Linked DNA regions of Sus scrofa: region 1 is linked to region 2. A link is a contact called in public Hi-C data. All regions are on one chromosome and are shown on one strand. The core of a region is the stretch at or near the end of the contact, and the rest is flanking DNA. Distances in the headings are between cores, read along the strand shown.

What was found. A called contact is a pair of places that touch in the nucleus more often than the background predicts.
Region 1: a contact with region 2 is called in a Hi-C map of heart right ventricle, with 2.2 times the contacts expected there. The contact joins two enhancer-like sites. A contact is called at or near these places in 4 of 47 Hi-C or Micro-C datasets (embryonic fibroblasts, heart right ventricle, retroperitoneal adipose tissue and 1 more) and 1 of 2 datasets of contacts at active chromatin or transcription factors (skeletal muscle).

What each region holds. Positions count from the first base shown.
Region 1 is chr10:65,912,177-65,916,874 of Sscrofa11.1, reverse strand. No RefSeq gene overlaps it. Among named protein-coding and RNA genes, the nearest start is that of AKR1E2, 220 kb to the right of the region's middle. Within about 2 kb of position 3,399, at least 6 of the 83 cell types and tissues checked have an H3K27ac peak or open chromatin away from gene starts, as enhancers often do.
Region 2 is chr10:65,814,366-65,818,716 of Sscrofa11.1, reverse strand. No RefSeq gene overlaps it. Among named protein-coding and RNA genes, the nearest start is that of AKR1E2, 120 kb to the right of the region's middle. Within about 2 kb of position 1,751, at least 29 of the 83 cell types and tissues checked have an H3K27ac peak or open chromatin away from gene starts, as enhancers often do.

The DNA.
Region 1 (4,698 bases), core at 2,150-4,649, 97 kb before region 2:
CTAGCATGTTATTTGTAGACTTTTTAATGATGACCATTCTGATTGGTGTGAGGTGCCGTGTATCACTGTTGCTTTGATCTGCTTTGCTCTAACAAGTAGAGCATCTTTTCGTGTGCCTACACCATCTGTATGTCTTCTGTCAAAACCATCTTCTTTCTCAATGGGCTATGCGACTTTCTCCAAGCAGCACAAAAAAGATGTTTCTTCTTCAGATGGACAGAGAAGAAAAAGGTGGTTGAGCTTATGCAGAGGTCGGAGGCCAGCGAGAGGAAATCAAAGGAACCCTTGAGGTCACCTTGGTTTCCTGCGGTCGTAGACCTAGCAAGACAGGCTGCAGAGAGGGGCTTGAGGGGGCTGGAAATGCCCAGGGCAATGCAGTGTTGAAAACCACCACGAAGCTCCAAAGGGCTGCGAGCGGCTGTGGCAGGTGCCAGCAAGGTCTCTGTCAGGGAGCAGGTGAGAGAACAGATATAACAACCTGTAGGCAGGATGGGTTACCCAGGGTTTATGGATTACTCGCCCCATCCCACGGTGCATCAGCATAATAAAACAGCCTATGGACTATGGACATGCTTTGGTAAAAGGGTAAGTTATGAGTATTTTCAAAAGGCAAACATTGGAAGACTATGAATATTATTTTAACTTATGGACACGCACACCTATATTTTTAATCTTGCTTTCTTTCCAAAAAAAAAAAAAAAATTAGTGATGCACTAAGCATCTTCACAGAGGCATTTCTTCTCCACAGCTCTCTGGTGGATCAGCTCGCAGACCTGATAGGTGCTGTCAGAGCTGATAAGATGCGCAGAAAGACAGAACTGTGATAAAAGAAAGGCTGAGGATGTGAGAAACAGGAGTGTGGCCAGAAGCTCTCCAATCTTTCTTTTCTTTGTAGGCAGGTCAAAAAGTCCATCAGGCCTGATGAAAATTTTAATTAAATGTGTTTAAATTCTGGTTCAAAATGTAGTTTCACTATCCACTGAACTCTTTGAATCCTTCAAGAAGATAATAAATCTCGGTTGCCATAGGAATTTCAGCACCCCCCCCCAAATGTGATTAAAAGCAGGTTTTTGTTATCTAGCAAAACTCATTATATGGATTAGTTGTCAATAATGGAGGGAGATTTCCTGTTGGAGGCACAAGAAAGAAGGAAATTAGCATTTGTTGAGTGGCTAGGAAAGCCAACCACTATTACTTGTGGTTATACTTCAGGCATGAAATCATTTACTCTTTTTGCCGTAATTGCAGGTGAGCATTACTGCGCCTTTTATATGTGAAGAAGCTGATGTACAGAGAGCTTCGTGCACAGTCATGCAGCCCAGAAAGCAGAAAGAGCCGAGGTGGGAGACTGGGAGGGCTTGGACTTCACACCACATGGGCTGCTCTCTCCAGTCATGCTGAAAGGAAGGTATGGTTTACTTCCTAAAATGGGCCTATCAAAATTTAAACGTATCATTTATTGCAGGTTGGAAGGGACTCTACAGAGCGATTATCTCTTCAGAGAATATAAAAGTGAATTTTTAGACTATCAAACAAAATTGCTCAAGGAGCCATAACTTTGTTCTAGAATTACAGGGAAATATGACATCATGGGTTGACCATGTCTGTACCCAAGCATTTTGGCTCCAGCCAAAAGGAATTTCAAGAGAAAGAAATCCTGGAAATGCAATTGCTGCTTCCTTGGTCTAGAGGCATTGTTTCTTTGCTTTTAGTTTCATTCTGTGACATCATTCTCATCAGACATGAAAGGACGCCAGGCCAAATTTAGCACGTACTTGAACTCTGTGATTTTATACATTAGAAATAAATTCCAATCTTTAGAAGTCAGCCTGTGAACTATAAAATGAAAGGACATTACTTCCCTTTTCCAGGAAAAGTGCCTCCCAGCAGCTTCTTGGACATCACACATTTCCTCCCCATAAACCAGACTTCAATGAGCTAAGTGCGAGTCAATTAGAACCACATGTTACTGTGTTGTCCCTGGATCCAAAGGAAACACTCAAAGGCTCTCACGACAAAGGGCACCGGTCTGGGGTTTGAGTACACATGAAACGGGCTAAGCACTTACCACCTTTCTGGAGCACACGCTGCTTGTGTTCATCGGTTAAAATACCGTGTACGTCATGTTACTGATTTTTGTAAAACCAAGTCAGTATAATTTAAGATAAAGCATTCCATTTGTGGAAGTTCCTCCAAGGGGTGAAGCCGCTGAAAAATGGGAAAAACAGAGTAACTTGAAAATGGGGGGAAAAAAAATCCTAGTTTTCATATAGGCTCATCCGCTTAGGCTTCTCTGACTGGTATACTTTTGTATTAGAAATGGTTATCAGGATTTTGTGTCTGTCTTGGAGAAATTGAAATGGATTTACCCTTGGTAAGCGGGGTATAACAGGGTGCAAATACAATAGGAACCTGTAACACTTGCTGTCATTGAACGCCAATGCTCTGTTGGAGTTAAAGTTCAAGCCATCAGCACCTCTGCAGAGGCGCTCACGCTCTGAGGTGTTACTGTTTTGGGGAACTGGTTGCAATCGTTTTTCATCTGTGGTTGAGAATGCATGCATTCCCAAAAGATGAACCTTACCCCCAAATCTCTATTTTCAGAAGATGTGGGGTGACAATAGTTATCTGTCTCGTGACTTTATCTTTGTGTATAATTTTATCCTTGGTCGATAGATTTGAAAAAGCTAAGAAGTCACACAATCCATCGGAATATTATGTCCCAGTTCTCACTCCACCTGTTCTTACATGGGCACCCCAACTGCATCACAGATAGCATTGTTGACACATGAGGGCTCTACTCACCTGGTAAGGCATCATTTCAGGAGGAATGCCACCCGCCTGGTGTATTTCGTCAGCCGTCCCAGACTGGTTCAGTTCCAGGGCAGGCTGACTGTGTTTTGGTGAAAAGCAGTGAAACTTTACATATGTGGCAGATTTAAAACCAATCTAATCTTTCATTTAAAACTAATCTAATCTTTCATAACGGCACACATTTTCCTTTTATTTTTTAAGTCCCCAAATGGTTAAGGCTGGTTACCAAATAACTGTAAAGAGATCAGATCGATGGTTTTTCATCTTGATATTTTCTTTTGAATTCAGGCCCTGATGTTTCTCTTGCAATTGTAACAGGACTTTCCCGCCAGCAGGAGCCAGGGGAATGTGAAAGCTGAGGCTTTTGCACACTTCCCTGCACCTTGCCTCTGTTGAGACGGGACCATGTTACGATGACATTTAAGGAGGAAAAAACAAGCTGTTCTGAAAGTGTCAGTCTCCCTGTAATCTATTTTTGAACCATGTACTATAACGATATTCCTGTTGACACAGAACCAGTGATTTCCCCTCTGGTGGGTTCTGGCCCTACAGCTGCTTGGCGATAAATAAAGGCAGAGCAGAGAGAGAGTGCAATTAAAAATTAACTGCACCCAACTGACTCTCCACTGCTTTCATTTTTGCATGCTTGTTTGATGCGGTGCTCTTCAAGTGTTTTAAATTGCAACATAAAATAAGGCTGCCAGTGAACAAAAGCTCTAAGAGGAGGGAGAGGGGGCCATCCACCTTGGTTATCTGCAAATCTTTGTTCCCGAATTGTCATCTCTTAACTTTGAAGCAGTTCGTAGCTCTTAGAGGGGATGTTGGAGCAAGGAAAACCACCATCACCAGATCAAAAATCCAGGAGCTCCGATTTTCCTACCAACTCTGAACTTGCTGCAAAAACTTTCCTGGCTCTTCAGTTCAGCCAAGAAAAAGTTCAGACAGGTTCCAGAGATGTGGCTGAACAATTGAATGAGGTGGGATGGGGAGGAATGGAGAAGCGACAAAATAGAAAAGCAATTTAGTTACTCATCAGTATTTCTAAAATGAGTACTGGTGATAAAGGTATTCAGCTACAAGGCTGATGGGCGTTGCTCCAGCTGAGAGCCTTGTTCTAAAGCTTCCTTGGATTGCACTGTTCTAGGAAGGACTAGCCATCTACCCAATGGCAGGCTGATTACATCACACTGTTTATAATGAAGAGAGATACTGCTTTGCTTTGCTTTCCTTTGCTTTGCTTTGCTGTGCTTTGCTTTTTAGGTCCGCACCTGGGGCATAGGGAGGTTCCCAGGCTAGAGGTTGAATAGGAGTTGCAGCTGCCAGCCTACACCACAGCCACAGCAACATGGGCCTCCGAGCCGCGTCTGTGACCTACATCACAGCTCATGGCAACGAGGGATCCTTAACACACTGAGTGAGCCAGGGAATCCTCTTGGATCCTAGTTGGGTTCATTAACCACTGAGCTGTGACGGGAACTCTGGGAGTCCCTTTATTTTACAATGTTGATGTGAACTCTTCTTCACTTGCTCCAACACTTCTGCTGGAATCACCATTCACAGGCTTCCATAAAGCCTTGTGCATCACTACCAACAAACACCTCATTTTATGGCAAAGCAAGAAGGCAGGGGCTCACGCCCAAGGCATGGTCTGGTATTGGCAGGTGCCTGATTTTCCTGAAACAGTGGGCGGCAGGGTAGATGATACTGCTGACAGCTCAGCCACACCTTCTGCATCTGGGTTGTGGTCCGAGACTATTGTGTTTGACCCTCGAATCCGCAGCCCATGCGTTGTGCTGTGGGTGCCATAGTTAAGGACGTGGGACAGAGGGGAGAGCAGCCTCCCGTTGCTATGGTAACAGACCACTAGTAAGTGCTCTGCTTCCT
Region 2 (4,351 bases), core at 502-3,001:
CGTGGATAGCTGATTTCCAGTAATATTTATTGAATTAGAAGCAAATTTTTTTTTAATGCATGAGAGTATCTAATATATTCTCTAGCAGAACCGGATGTTGGCTGAATTAGGTTGATTTTAATTAAATTAATTGTCCCAGTGGTTACAGGAAGGCCTTAGAAGTCATTAATGAGCCCCAAGAGTGCAAGACACGGGGTTTGAGCCGTAACCCTGGGACCTACCGCATTCCTCGCCTCACTACAGACCTGCGAGGTCTCTAGGTTTGTGTGCCTGACTCAGTAATGTCCAAACTAAAGTTTTTCTTTCTGTACCTAGAGGTGACAGAGAAACACATCACTTTGCTGCTGAGAGTGGCATTTTAGGCAGAGGCTAGAAAGTAGGCAAAGTCTGCCTTGTGTAACATTTGTCCATGAATCAGACTGCAGCAGAGTCTCACAAAATATTTATTAAGAGAAAGAGTAAACTTAGCTGATCTAATTTCTGCCTGTTAGTTCTTGGCAGTCTGAAAGATTATATTAGTCAAGCTTTCCAAGTTACCCAATAGAATACAAAAATGATGGGAAAATATTCCAAGTAAATACTGCAGAAAACATGTCTTCCAAAGGCTGGAAGATGGCAAGATGGAAAGTTCTAAGGCATAAAAGTCGTACCACGGTACCGCATGTAAAACCAGAGCTTTTAGCAATAGGATATGCTAAGATTTTGACATCCTTAAACTAGCTAAGGCTCTTTGCAGCAAGTAGGGTAGAATATGAGCTTGCAATGAAGTCTCTCCTGAGTCTGTGACCCAGACGTGCTGATGAAAATTGGAGATATGCCCTCTTTTTTTTCTTTTCTTTTTTTTGTTTTTGTTTTTTAGGTCCACACCCGTGGCATATGGAAGTTCACAGGCCAGGGGTCGAATTGGAGCTACAGCTGCTGGCCACAGCCACAGCCACAGCAACTCGGGATCTGTGCCGCATCTGCGACCTACACCACAGCTCATGATCCTTAACCCACTGAGTGAGGCCAGGAATCCAACCCGCGTCCTCACGGATGCTAGTCGGGTTTGTTAACCACTGAGCCGTGAGGGGAACCCCCTGCCCTCATTTTATTTCATGGAGCCCACAGTCAGTACAATGCTGAATCCCTTTTGCAGAGTGCTCAATTCTCATATATTTTGTCATGAAATGTATGTGTTCACCACCCAAACTGAGAAAAAGTATAAATGAAATGAGAAGAGAAACAGAATATAATTGAGTATTTCAAAGCAATCTCCATTTTTGAAAACTATACATGTATGAATGATATGGTATATGCAAATATGATATAAGATATAAATATACATTATATATTAAATTATATAATTTTGGGTATTTCATAATATAATTTTCATTTATATTCATTTTGTAACATTCATTTCATAATATAATTATATATATATACACACACACACAAATACACAAAAACATATAGGCAGAAAACCAAAATATTGTCAGAATATTTATTTCTTGATGATGGAAATTTTAGTGGTCATCCTTGGTTTTGTTTCTGTGGTCCTACCTTAGGTATTTTCCAAATTGTTCACTGAATTTGAATTAACCTTTACAACGATAAAATGTAATTTGTTTCAAGGCTGAAAAGACTTGAAAAGACGGGGAAATCTTCACCTGAAAACTCTAATTGCAGCAATGATCTGAATCAGAGTTTCCCAGCGCCAGGGAAGCACAGCTGCCCCAAATGCAGAAACGTGGACACCTGTGCCCCCTAGTGGCCACCCTCAGTAAGTGTCCGGGGAGCCTCGTCCTCTGTTGGTAGGAATCTCCAGGGAGACTTGTGTTTATAAAACCGGGAAACCCCGCTCCCTCCTCCCAGGCTGGGGACCCACAGTCTACACTGAGAAATGAGGACTTAGAATTAGGGAATATCCTAATCACGGCTAATGAGAGAGACCCGGAAAAAAGCGGCTGCCACCCGTAGGAACACAAATAAAAAGGAAACTAGGTTTCTTTCAGTTTTAAAAAATACATCAGTATATACTATAGTGTGTATTAAAAGAGTATATATTTTAAAATATATTAGTCTATATACTTAGAATATACTACTAATATTAATAATGGTATTAATGTGTAATATATTACATATGTGTATGTAATACATGTACTAATAATAGTCATATATTACATGCACACTTTTATAGCATTTATGTACTTTAGCATACTTTATATCTTTGAACATATATATTTTTATAGTGTGCTTTTTAAATGTATGCCTGTGTTTGTGTCCGTATTTCTATACCTGTAGTTTTACATAGTATTGTGTGTGTGTATACTGCATATGATGTATATATGTAGAATATGTGTAGTATTCACACATGCCTATTTTTACAAATGATTCTGCATTTGTCAGGGTTTTGTTCTAATCAAGAGCCTAAAGTATGACACATCTGCATTTCTAAGTCCACAGCTAGCAAAAGCATTTCTTCCTTTTGAAGTTACGTGCAGCTCCAATTTGCTTGGAAAGTTGACACATCCAAGTTCATCGTCATTGCTGTTATTATTATTTATGAAATTCAGCATTTCCTCAGAGCCAGTTTGGATACAATAAAGTCTTCAGATCTACAGTCTCACGAGCAATTTATTACGGTCAGCAGAGGACCTTGAAGCCAAATGCCTTTCTTAGACCTGCTTTCAGCAGTGCTCATTGAATTCAGTTTCATGCGCTGGTTTGAAGGAAAAATGTGGGCAAGGTGATAAACACAGCCTTGCCTTGGCCGTAACCAAATTAAAACAGCCACCTCAACCGTGGTAGTCAGGGAATCACACAGGCTGAAACAAGAAGAAAAATCAATGTGAAAGCAAACCTACCTACACCGTATGTCCTGATGGCAGATTCTGACTCTGAGACATACCGCAGTCAGCATGAATCCTTCAGTGCCTGTTGAGTTATTTGAAGAGATTCCATCATTATATATTGAAACTTGGTCCAGGCTTTTTTAGACCATATTCTTAAATCTGCTTTAAAAACATGGGACAATTGCTTTAAAAATAAGTCCATATAAATAATATACGATTCAGGAATATATTGGATTAGGGTTGGTGACACATAAATGAGAACTTGTCATTTTCAAACACAAGCATTTCTTCTTGCTCATGACTTACTTGCCTAGATTTTAACCCGTCCTTCCGTCTTAGTGCATGTAGAGCTACTGGGGGAAGCCCCTTAAGACTCTCCAAGGAGGGACCTAGAAAGGTATACTTGCCGGGATTTGGGGGACACTGTCAGGATCAAACGAGATACATTATGTGAAAGATTATGATCTGACTAACACCCATGTCTGGGCTACTAACTCCTTACTGCCGATAAGCTGAAGACAGATATACGTAGATTTCAGCCTCCTTTCCTCTCAGAGCCAATTGCCTTTGGCCCGGCTGTCCGACGGCAGTTTGGACCTTGTCTGCCTACGGGCTAGGAACGCTGTGTCCTCTCTGCATTTGACTATCCCCGTATACAGTGGGCTTCACTGAAAATTTTGATTAAAAAGGGATAATGTCCTTATGTAACGCATCTTCTATGCATCAACTCATAGTCAGCCAACTTTTCTCTTGTGTCAACAGGAAGAATAAATTTTATGAAACCCAAAAAGTGGGTTTTGTTTCTGAATGAAGGCGGGAGAATATTTACTTTCACTTGGGAACAAAGGTTGACTTTTGAGACCTAGGTGTCACAGTTAGGCACTCTTGGTCCTCAAGCTGAGCATGTAACAACGACGACAACAACGGATAAAGTCAGGAGGTAGACAGAGCTCTCAGAGGGTTTTACTGTAGAGAGTCCACCGCCAGACCCTCCTTGCAGAGACAGGATCCATTGACATCCTAGTTTGTCCTTGTCCACCAGCTGCCCCCAAGGGAGAGGGAAGGCAGAACCTCCTGGGCCAGGGGGTCCCTGTGGGTGGTCTTCTCCGGAAGAGGACGAGCCACCATTCCCAGCCACCATTCCCAGCCGGATGTCCCAGCTGCCCAGGGGGTCTGCGATGCCGCTTCTGCGATGGGAACATGACCCGGGTCCAGCAGCTGTGTGAAGCCACCCTCCCCAGGACACGCCAGGGCCACGGAGGGAGGGCCCCTGGGCAGAAACTGGGTTTCCAGGGGATCGAAGCCACCCCTGGGACGCGGCGCCGCAGGCCTGCAGGAGGGAGATAGGCTCGCACTGTCCCCTTTTCACTTTCCCATCCCCTGCCCCGCCCCCGCGGCTGGTTCACCTCTAGGGAGCCTGGGCTGCCCAGTGGGTTGCGATTAGCTTTCTTGACCCCAAATCAAAAGGCGAGGGTGGAGAATGAGAGGGGGTGTGAGAGAGCGAGTGACAGACGATG